Regions from separate parts of the Sus scrofa genome. Here all the other regions are linked to region 3. The links are chromatin contacts, called in public HiChIP or PLAC-seq maps. All regions are on one chromosome and are shown on one strand. Each heading gives the region's core, a stretch centred on a gene start, on an enhancer-like site or on the middle of the called end of the contact. The rest is flanking DNA. Distances are from core to core; before and after follow the strand shown. Region 1 overlaps BCL2L14 (BCL2 like 14). Region 2 overlaps LRP6 (low-density lipoprotein receptor-related protein 6). Region 3 has its middle 25 kb from the start of MANSC1. Region 4 overlaps LRP6 (low-density lipoprotein receptor-related protein 6).

Region 1 (2,700 bases), core at 136-2,635, 240 kb before region 3:
GCAGAGAAGGAGGAAAATTCGCAGAGCGTGCCTACAGGGTTCCGTTTCGAGGGGCCGAGGAGAGTGGAAACTCAGAGTGGTTCTCACAGTCAGCAATGGCCAAGGTCCCTCTCCAATGTGGAACAGCGCTTAGACCACGAAGGTAGGCTTTTGGGGATTTCTTCTCTCCTGCATCCATATCTTTCCCTTCTTTGTGTGCCTGGGAGTTCACCTCCTCCCAAGTTAGTAAGGGGGTCTTAGGCAGGGCACTCAGTACCACAGCTTCCCAACTTGGTAATATTCAATATAATTTCCCTACTTTTCTCAAGATTGAGCAGAAAGAGAGATGGTGGCAGTGAAGGGTAAGGGGACTGCTTTTCTGGCTCCAGTGTCCACAGTTAAGCTTGCTGCCCCAAATCCTAATCCTCAGTGCCAGAGACCAAGATAAGGGAAAGAGCCCCCAGATAGGGGCTCAGGCTGCTGTTCTTCCTAAAGGAAGTCAACTCCCCCCCACCCTGAGTCTCTGCATTTTCATTTGTACATTGGTGTAAACCACCCCCTCCCTACCTCTGAAGGCAGAAGGAAAGATCAGATAGCTATATATGAAAATACTTTTCAAAGTATAAACCACTCTAAAAAAAAACCAACTGGGATGCATTTTGACAAAATCTTCCTTCAGTGGGACAAAACACATTGTATTGAACAGACATTTTCATGAAAGTCTTTATCAGAGTTACCCTTCATCTTGGCATAAACATCTTCTTGCCCTCCAACACCCAGTGTCCAGATTTTAAAAGAAAGCCCCCTCTACAAGGCTGATTGGCCTGTGTAACTTGTCAGTAATTAGTCAACAGGTGGCAGCAATGTCTCAATTTTTAAATGTGATTTTAGAACAGCAGTTGGGAGGACATATCTGGGGAAGTCCTCCTCCCCCAGGGGTACAACAGGCTCCTTCTGCTGATGGAGGGAGGGCAGGGGCAGAGCAGAGCTCTGGAGCAAACAGAAGAGTTGGAGGAACATAATTGGCTTTCTGCTTGTCCTGGTCTTTGGAGTTTTCCAGGAAACAGAGGAAGATTTTACAGACTTTAACCTTCTGGTTTTCCTAAGAAAAACGACATTCCATATGTCAATAATACTGAACTGCCATTTGACCTTTTTTATTTTCTAAAAATTCTAGATCTCTGTCTATATATATAGATATCCCTTAAAAAGTAGAAACAGTTACCTCCTAAGGAAGTTTAGCTTCAAACATTTACGTACAGTTGTTCCTCCCTCTCACCTTCCTCTCTCCTTGCTTTCTTGTTCAGTAAATTACGTGGATGGTTGGTTGGTTTTATACTGGGTGTGACCCAAGAGGGCCTCATGTTCTATTTCTATTTTGCCACATATAAATCAGAGCTCAGCAGTTGGCATCCCCTGGGTTCTTTTAACTAAAGGTCACAATGTAGCCTGTGCTGCCATTTCCAGGACTGAGACTCCAGGCTGAAGTGAGAACTATGAGGTTATGGCTCAAGACCAAAGTCTAATAGGGGAGAGGTCTTGGGATGTAGAAAAATGAATGTCAATACCAATTTTAGAAACACCAACGTGAGTTCTTTTGTGAACATTTTTTTTTCTCCACAGCTATGATTCACTACAGCTTAACTAAAAGAGAGATTATTTTTCTCTCCCATTAAAAAAAAAAAAAAAAAAAAAAAAAAAGTTTGGCAGCCCAGTCTCGATCAGTTAGTTCCATAATTTTTAGGTTTTCCTCTTCTGCCATCCTTCATTTAGTGGCTTCCAACCTCAAAGTCACCTTAAATCCCAAGGTGACTGCTGGATTCCAGCCATCAGGTTCACATCTCAAGAAAGAGGAAGCAAGGGGAGGACAAAAGGGTATCTTTCTAGATAACTCAGCTCCCTTTTGGAAAGTTTTCTTAAAACTGCACCCCAGCTTCTTACACTCAGTGACTGCTCCTTCCTGCAAAGGAAGCTGGGAAATGTAGTTTTGTCACTGCTTCTGACACTTTGGGGGTCTGTTACTAAGGAAGAAAAAGAAAATGCATACTGGGTAGGAAACAGGAGTCTTGACCATATGGAACTCTCTCCTAAACTCCCAGCCCCTCATCTTTAAAACAAATGCCTCAAGCCAAATGCCTTTCCAACCCAGCTCTCTTGCTCTCCTTAACCCCACGATGAGCCCCAAAATAAACTCCAAAGGATGGGCAGGCAGCCTTTTTGTTCCCTCCCCAACCCCATCCAGTGTCCCCTTGGATGAAGCCAGCTCTGACAATAAGGGAATCTTTTTTTTCCCTAGTTTTTAAATTAAGGTATTCCAAATGGTCATGTTAATTAGAGCTATCTCATCTGAGTCAAACTGTGTTTGCTTATAGTCTTTCCTGCCCATATTTCATCTGCATCCCTCACTCTATGCTCACCAATCCACAGAAACCGATATACACACACAGGCTAGTGAGACTGGGTCCTTGTGTGTCTCCTGTGGGTCTTGTTTTGTTTTTTTTGTTTTTTGCTAGTTTTTGGTTTGGGGTCTTTTGTTCTTTTTATGGCACATCTGCAGTAAATGGAAGTGCCCAGGCTAGGTGTTGAATCGGAGCTACAACTGCAGCCATGGCAACACCAGATTTGAGCCACATCGGTAGTCTATGCTGCAGCTTTCAGCAATGCCAGATCCTTAACCCCCTGAGCGAGGCCAGGAATAGAACATGCATTCTCCAACATGGA
Region 2 (2,700 bases), core at 188-2,687, 130 kb before region 3:
AATTTGAAGAAATTTTGAAAAGGAAAAGATCTAAATAAAACTCACAGAATAATTCCCAACATGAGATACAGACCAACAAAACATGAAAGATAGAAGAAAGCAGTATCGCAGATAACTACAAATTCTCAAACTAGAAAAGATAAAGGATTGACGGCGCCATTAAAAAAACAGAAATGGAGAAATTCTTAACTGAGGGCCAACAACGAGAATAAAAAATTCACACAAGTAACTAAATTTTTCTGTTTTACAAATGAGTAATACAATAACATATTTTTTATTTTTTCAATTTTTTTTGTCCTTTTGGGGCCACACCTTCAGTATATGCAAGTCCCCAGGCCGGGGGTCCAACAGGAGCTGTAGGTGCCCACCTACATACGGCACAGCCACAGCAATGCTGCCAGGTCCAAGCCTAGTCTGCGACCTACACCACAGCTCATGGCAACACTGGATCCTTAACCCACTGAGCAAGGCCAGGGATCGAACCCGCGTCCTCATGGATACCAGTTGGGTTCGTTACCGTTAAGCCACAACAGGAACTCCCACAATCATTTTAAAACATTATTATGGACTCATGAGCACCAGACTCCAATATGACACATTCAATATTTGACTATTTCCCCCTAAATGGAAGGAGCAATGCATAAATCCAAAACCCCTGCATTTTTGGCTAGGCAATACAATCTGAAATATACTCAGACACATGCCAGACATTTATTTACACACAAGTGCCAAATGCTTAACATTCTCGTATTTTTTTTAAACCTAATTCTAGAATTGTCAGCAGTCTTAGCCTAAGTCATTGTAAAGAATAACCAGAAATAGAAGCAAAACTACGAAAAAAAAGGTAGAGGATGTGTGCAGAAAGATACAAACAGGTATTTTTATTTAAGCAACTTAAGGTCTTAAATTCACTAGTTATATTAACAGAGGTTTCCATTCAAGAAAGGTATTTGTTTTTAAATACTCACATGAACAAAATCACTCATTAGAGAGAAACAACATGAATGAAAAATGCATTTGTGACTACAATAAAAAAAAACTCAAAAAATTGCATTTGTGTATAAGCTTAGCATATGAGCAATCTGAAGTTCTTATTTTATTTTTCTCTTCTCCACCTCCATAACCCTAGACTCAAAACAAAGGGTGAGGTGATTTGTAGTAGCAGATATCAAGCTACAAATGGTTTAGATTGTTGCCTAACCTGAATTATATTTTGACGTCTTCCCTATTTTTTATTCCTTCCTACTACCTCTGGATATGTGTTCCCTCCTCCTGCCCTTTACTAAAGCCAGACATTAGAGTGCTACAGAGCTATTCCAACTTGCAATTTAAAAATCAAGATCACTTACCATTTGGCTGTCTCTGTTGGCTGAAGGCATGTATATCCATGGGAGAGAAGATGTTAGAGTGGATTTCACGCAGACCTTCGCCAGTGTACTTGTTGCAAGCCAAAATAGAGTGTGTATTCCAGTCAGTCCAGTACAACGTGTCCTCAAATAACGTCAAGGCAAAAGGATGTGGAAGGGAACCTTTAACCACCGCCTGCCTATCAACACAAAGAGAAAAACTCAAACATTTCTAAATTGTCTTTTATCAAAACTTTATCTTGCCCATTAGAGTGGTTTTAAGTCCACACTAACACATACAAATTTGGCGTAACACATATCTGATGCTCAAATATACCTAGGAAAAATAAGTGACAGAGTAATTTCAAATTTATCTGAATTCATGATGTCCAAAATCCCCAACCCAGTACTTCAGAATGGTTCCTAACCTGGCAGCAGGCCCCAGGTGCACTACAAGCTAGCGAACAAAGTGAAGACCCAAGTATTAGCACTGCTATCAGTTCCCATCTCTGGACTCCCATCTTCGATCCTTCCATATAATTCATGTCATTAGAAAGAGAAAGGCTAGCAAAGGAAAAACCCCAGGGTTTACAGTTAGCACTGGGAAGCAGTTTTAAATCAGCAATAGGTTTTTCCCTTCTTGATGTGGAAGAACAAAGAATCTGAGCCTGTTTTGTCCATCACTTCTTAAGGCTTTGATAACTGAAAGTACAAACATATGCATGAGTCTTAAAAGTCATGCTGGTAGAGCTCTCTCTGCAAACTCCAGTCTAACTCCAGCAAATGACCATCTCAGCTGGCTGGCTGCTATATGGCTATTTAATCTCCACAAGGTAGCAAAAAGGAAGCCCAACCACTGGCAGAATGTGTTCAAGAGACAAAGCAGATGCCCAAATTTCACAGGCAATCCTAACTATATGAAAGGGAAGTAGAGAGTACTAAAGGCATGGACTACGCAGAGGATCATGGAGAGTTACATAATTAGTAAATATTCTTGAATAATGAGAAAATTGCATTTGAGCCACAATAATATACAAGAAAAATAAGTGCTTTGATATTTTATAATATCAAATATAGTATTTTCATAAATATTCACCTGGGAGGGAAAGAGGAAAATGTAAGCAATCAATGAGAAATAAAGAATATCACATTGGAAGATAATCCAATTTTTAGGTCCCTTAGGTTGTCTGATGATCTCAAGTATGTAAGAGACTACCAGTATACTCTATTCAAGGAGTTCCCGAAGTTCCTGTCATTCCCATCGTGGTACAGCGGAAACAAGTCTGACTAGGAACCATGGGGTTGTGGACTCGATTCCTGGCCTCATTCGGTGGGCTGAGGATCTGGCGTTGCT
Region 3 (2,700 bases), core at 57-2,556:
CTGCAGGGACCAAAGAAATTCTCAAATTTCTAGTGATCCTGTTCATAAAGACAGAAAACTGAGGCCCGAGACGTGGACTGAGGCGGCCTTAATGGAGGCAGAGCTGGGAAAGGTAGTGAGTCTGAGCAGGAGTCAGCCTGTCTCCCCACAGGACACGCAGAAAATGTTCAAGACTCCAGCCCACTGGGTGAAACTTCAAAGACCGAAGCCACAATCTTCCTGCTCAAACTTCTAAAATGCCTTATAAAATACCTCCTTTATGGAGTTTTAAATACCTGCTTTATAGGGTTCTTTTACAAACATGAAGCCACTCATTCTCAAAACCAAACGATAAGACAGACTAGACAGATAGGAATTCACCGCCTGTTCACGAGGAAACCGAAGCCCTGGGAGGTTCTGTGACTTGTCTCAGGCCCCTGGGGTGTTTGGGGGGAGGAAGACAGTCACCACCCACCCAGCTGTCCTGACTGCCTGTCCTGTGGGGTGGGGCGCCTGTGGATTCTGCAGAGTGAAAATTATCAGTTCATCGTCTTATCTTCTAAGTCTGCTTCTTCTAAATGTCTAAAGGTATGAAAAGTCCAGGGAGCTCCCATTGTGGCTCAGGGGAAATGGACCCGACTAGTACCCGTGGGGATGCGTGTCTGATCCCTGGCCCCATTAGTGGGTTATGCCAATGAGCTGCGGTGTAGGCTGCAGATCCCACATTGCTGTGGCTGTGGTGTAGGCCGGCAGTTACAACTCTGATTCCACCCGTAGCCTGAGAACTTACATATGCCACAGCTGTGGCCCTAAAAAAGAAAAAAAAAAAAAAGGATAAAAAGTCCAACTTATTCCCTAGGCTACCAGGCAGGTGCCTGGTTTTGCTCTGGGGGTGGCCAGACCCCTCTCTCCTTTTATTTTTCCCCTGAGAGATGGAATGTACAAACAGACCATGGCCAAACCATACATACAATGATAGAACTCTGACCCTCGACTTCTGCCATGACCAAATCAGGACGCCAAAGCCCTGGGCTGGCTTCCAACTCAGGAATGCCTTTCCAACCAGGACCAACCCAGAAGGCCAAATATGGCCCCTGAACCCATCACATAGGATGCCTGCTTGCCTGCTTCTTGGTAGCCTGCCTCTGCCTTCCCCAGGCCAACAACCTCTGATCAGGGCACACCCACAGCCTCCCCCCACCACCTTTTTTTTTTTTCTTTTTTTTTCCCACTAGCAGCTTCCCCACTCTCCTCTCTGCCCTGAGTCTCTGCCAAATGCAAGTGATCCTGGCTGGCTCCCTCACTCCCCGCCAGCTCCGCATAAATAGCCTCTGTGCTCATTTGGCTCGTCTGGGTTTATTTCCACACCACGGAATGAATAATGAAGGATGTTATAAAGCCCAGCTATGAAAAAAAGCATCAGTTATTAAACACTGGTGAAGGGCTTTACAGTCGTTTTAGTATGCCTTGTAAACCCCTTGTGAAGTCCTGCTCTCCCCATTTCAGAGCTGAGAAAATTGAGAAGGAACAAGGAGATGAAGTGATTTGCCCGGAGCTGGGAGCAGAACATAAACCCCCCTGTGTTTGAGGTCTCTTGTTTATCCACCGAGCGCGAGGCCCAGCCTGCGCTTTTGGAACCATTACCATTTTAAAGCATTTTCCTCTGGGTTGAGTGAATATTAAGAAGTAGATCACATTTCAGCCTGGCAGGCGCGAAAGTATTGTTTTTAGTTTGTTTTTCTAAGTTTTAGTAGACGCCATCTGGGCTCCATTAACTTTGCTATGTAGCACAATTTGGAAGATAGTTTCTTTTCCAAAATATTTTTCACCGTCATTTAGCATTTTCGAGCTCAGCACACACATCAGCCCTTGATACTTGTTTTTCTCCAAGCTGTGCCCTTTTCTTCTCCTCGGCCAGGGGTAGAGTGAGAGGTCATAACTTCAGCCAGGACTATGTGGTGTCACTGCAGCTGGGTGGGGTGAGAGGAGGGCTAGTGTTACCTGCCCGCACTGGACACAGTCCTCCTAAGGCAAGGGCTTTCCTTTTTTTAAAAAAAAAAAAAGAACAAAACAAAACAGAAACACCTTTGAGTCCCCACCACCCCACACCCCTGCCGAAGTCTGATTGATTGCTGATGATTTTAAAACTTTAAAAAATTTTTTTCTTGCTTTTTAGGCAGCACCTGCTGCCTGTGGAGGTTCCCAGGCTAGGGGTTGAGTTAGAGCTACAGTTGCCAGCCTACGCCACAGCCACAGCAAAGCAGCATCTGCGATCTACACCACAGCTCATGTTAATGCCGGATCCTTAATCCACTGAGTGAGGCCAGGGATCGAACCTGCAACCTCATGGTTCCTAGTCGGATTCGTTTCTGCTGCGCCACAATGGGAACTCCAAGATTTGCTGACACTTTTGACTGAAGGGGATAGGAAGAAAAGCCAAGATGTGCAGAACCTGACTTGGGTATGAGAAGGCCTGCCGAGGCGGGCTGGCCCAGGAGGATTCTCTGTAGCTTTGGTTGGCTGTAAAAATGCAGCTGCCCCATTCCTCTCCAGGCTGTGTGGCAGCAGCATGTGGCCTGTGGGCTACTGTACCTGTCCTGCCCAGTGAGGAACAGTTGTGATTGAGTAGGGGACACTGATCCATTTCGCACCATGTACAGTTCCATTAAATATTAAATAACAGCATCATTTGCCGACAGATGGTTTATCTGCTCTGCCCTG
Region 4 (2,700 bases), core at 11-2,510, 170 kb before region 3:
TAGTAAAGCAAAATCATAGCTATATTTTTTTAAATTATATTGGCAGCTTCAACTAAATATTTTTTCTCATATCCTAAAAAGGAAGTGAGTCAGCTTTCTTAGTCTTTCCAATGACTCTGTTCTATCCAAAACCTAGAAACTGGAAACAAACCAATGATTTCTTTATTGCAGCACTTGCATTTATAAAACTAATACTCAAGAAGATAGCAAAGGATTAAAACTCTGGTCTCAGAAGCTGATTCACTTCAGAACAAAATGTATGTATTTCTGAATATAAGTAGTTTAAGTTTTTAATTTTTTTTTTTTTTTTTTTGGTCTTTTAGGACGGCACCCACGGCATATGGAGGTTCCCAGGCTAGGGGTCTAATCAGAGCTGTAGCCGCCGGCCTACGCCACAGCCACAGCAACACCCGATCTGAGCTGTATCTGCAACCTACACCACAGCTCACGGCAGTGCCAGATTGTTAATGCACTGAGCAAGGCCAGGGATCGAACCTGTAACCTCATGGTTCCTAGTTGGATTCATTAACCACTGAGCCATGACGGGAACTCTAGTTTTTTAATTTTTAAATTTACTTTTCAATTTATGTAATCAAGTCTCCCCCCAAAACAAGCTGCAGTAGTACATCAAAAGTAAAAATTAACAGCCTTTAACTGACATTAAAAAGGAAAGTTTGAAAAAGTGTTTGGTCACAAGGTCCAAGGAAACAATATTATGTATAAGAGCAATGAACCACTCCTTAATGTGTCAGCTGGGGAGTGAACACTCCTACAATCTCTGTGAAATTTTAGAACACGCTTTTGCTTTTATTTTACCCTTTTGAGTTTTTCATGTTAACCTTAGAGCAGCCTATAGCACAGGCTTTTTATAGGAGAGGGGGCCAAAGCACTAAGAGAAATGTGAATGATTTGTCTAATATTTTCAAGCCAGTCATATGGTGGAGCTAGATCTAGAGGCTAATCTCAGCCAACCGCCGTTTTAACTGAACGAGTACAGTACTAGTTTCAGACACTCTGAACACTGGGACTAGGGAAATTCTCCATGTACCAGATCTCATCAAACACCCAAGTAAGATTTTCACTCATCAACTTGTGAGCTGATGCTGACCTGGTAGCAATGTATGAACACACTTTTCTGAAAATTCAAGTTGTCTTGGACTTTGTTTGCATTTGTACTTGTCAGCTGAGAGGCACGTGCACACCCCATGAGCCCAAGAGAAACAACTGTGGGGGAAATTTCACAGCTGCCAGCAGTCACATAAACTAGAGTCCTTAATCGCAACTACTAAATTTATCTGTCTGGCAACTAATGCTTAGAGTAAAGATCACCATAACTCAATCACAACACATCAGCAGAGAGAAGCTACCTTTGCTATGGCCTTCTAACTACAGGGCTGACAAGCTAACCATGGAATCAACTGATTTCAGGGAAAATATTTTTAATTACAGATATGGTAAATATGCTTATATGTTCACGCTGTTAACTCTGGCTTTTAAAAATGGAGTTATCCTTTAAATTTCAGATTACTTAACTGCTGGCTTTTGAAAACTTGTTAAATCATGTAAGAAGGACCATCTACCACTGAAAAACGTGTCATGCTACAACTAGTTTATCAGAAACTTAACTGTTTAATATCAAAGTTTCCCCAAGCTTATAATAATAACAAAGTATATGTCCCTTTTTTTGTTTTGTTTTGTCTTTTTAGGGCTACACTCACAGCATATGGAGGTTCCCAGGCTAGGGGTCCAATCGGAGCTATAGCTGCCGGCCTACAGCACAGCCACAGCAACATGAGATCCAAGCCGCATCTGCGACCTACACCACAGCTCACAGCAAAGCTGGATCCTTAATCCACGGAGCAAGGTCAGGGATCAAACCCGAACCTCATGGTTCCTAGTGATTCGTTTCTGCTGCGCCATGACGGGAACTCCTAAATGTCCATTTTGAATTAACAAATATTCTAAAATGGAGCTTTTTAAGTACAGCTATTTCTTAGCACACATTATTTCAGTGGGTTTACTTTAGTGGGTTTGGAACCTGGTGTAATTTGGGAGAGGGTGCAAGCAAATACAGACTTGATGACACATTTAAAAAGGCTGTATACTTTGTATATAAATATGATCGTTAATATTTAATTATCAATCTATTTTACTAACCTTTCTTCATCTAATGTTAAAGACGAAATTAAAATTTAGCTAGTAAATATTAATTCTAAGTCAGTAGAATCTCAACTAATGGTTTTAAGATAAAATCTATCTATGGTTTAGCTGTCAGATTCCCATAAGCATTGTTTAAGACATCAAGACTATATAACCCGTAACTAGGTCCATGTGCAATGTAGTTGCAAAGAATGCATACAAGAAGCTGTTTACCCTTCAGCAGGGTCCAACGCAAGAGCTCTGGGACTATCTAGGTCTTTCCACACCAAAACTTGTCGGTGCTGCCCATCCAACTTTGACACTTCAATTCGATTTGTTCCTGTGTCTGCCCAGTACAAGTTCTTCCCAAGCCAGTCTACTGCCATGCCTTCTGGATAATCTAGGCCAAATTCTACCACGTGTTCCAGTGCACTGCCATTCATAAAGGCTCTGCTGATGGTCTGTGAAAATAAGATTAACAATAAAGTCACAGGACTTAAGTACAAAACACAATCCAGAAAGAATGTGTGGTTTGGTTTTTATTGGGTGAGAGGATCCAGA

Evidence for each region. HiChIP or PLAC-seq counts read pairs in DNA pulled down with a chosen protein or histone mark.
Region 1: a contact with region 3 is called in an H3K27ac HiChIP or PLAC-seq map of skeletal muscle. The contact joins two enhancer-like sites. A contact is called at or near these places in 2 of 5 promoter capture datasets (fetal liver and liver), 27 of 47 Hi-C or Micro-C datasets (adipocytes, adipose tissue, alveolar macrophages and 14 more) and 2 of 2 datasets of contacts at active chromatin or transcription factors (alveolar macrophages and skeletal muscle).
Region 2: a contact with region 3 is called in an H3K27ac HiChIP or PLAC-seq map of skeletal muscle. The contact joins two enhancer-like sites. A contact is called at or near these places in 2 of 47 Hi-C or Micro-C datasets (epiblast stem cells and skeletal muscle) and 1 of 2 datasets of contacts at active chromatin or transcription factors (skeletal muscle).
Region 4: an H3K27ac HiChIP or PLAC-seq map of skeletal muscle shows a contact between it and region 3. The contact joins two enhancer-like sites. A contact is called at or near these places in 2 of 47 Hi-C or Micro-C datasets (embryonic fibroblasts and skeletal muscle) and 1 of 2 datasets of contacts at active chromatin or transcription factors (skeletal muscle).

The regions. Positions count from the first base shown.
Region 1 is chr5:60,346,311-60,349,010 of Sscrofa11.1, reverse strand. BCL2L14 (BCL2 like 14) reads left to right here. Exons shown (of 6, transcript NM_001315668.1): 2 at 1-142. Among named protein-coding and RNA genes, the nearest start is that of BCL2L14, 10 kb to the left of the region's middle. Within about 2 kb of position 1,385, at least 5 of the 83 cell types and tissues checked have an H3K27ac peak or open chromatin away from gene starts, as enhancers often do. A contact at or near this core is called in skeletal muscle, where this site is marked.
Region 2 is chr5:60,240,463-60,243,162 of Sscrofa11.1, reverse strand. It overlaps LRP6 (low-density lipoprotein receptor-related protein 6), which reads right to left. Exons shown (of 24, transcript XM_021092344.1): 5 at 1,350-1,546. Among named protein-coding and RNA genes, the nearest start is that of LRP6, 93 kb to the right of the region's middle. Within about 2 kb of position 1,437, at least 5 of the 83 cell types and tissues checked have an H3K27ac peak or open chromatin away from gene starts, as enhancers often do. A contact at or near this core is called in skeletal muscle, where this site is marked.
Region 3 is chr5:60,105,712-60,108,411 of Sscrofa11.1, reverse strand. No RefSeq gene overlaps it. Among named protein-coding and RNA genes, the nearest start is that of MANSC1, 25 kb to the right of the region's middle. Within about 2 kb of position 1,306, at least 36 of the 83 cell types and tissues checked have an H3K27ac peak or open chromatin away from gene starts, as enhancers often do. A contact at or near this core is called in skeletal muscle, where this site is marked.
Region 4 is chr5:60,272,776-60,275,475 of Sscrofa11.1, reverse strand. LRP6 (low-density lipoprotein receptor-related protein 6) reads right to left here. Exons shown (of 24, transcript XM_021092344.1): 11 at 2,374-2,600. Among named protein-coding and RNA genes, the nearest start is that of BCL2L14, 84 kb to the left of the region's middle. Within about 2 kb of position 1,260, at least 10 of the 83 cell types and tissues checked have an H3K27ac peak or open chromatin away from gene starts, as enhancers often do. A contact at or near this core is called in skeletal muscle, where this site is marked.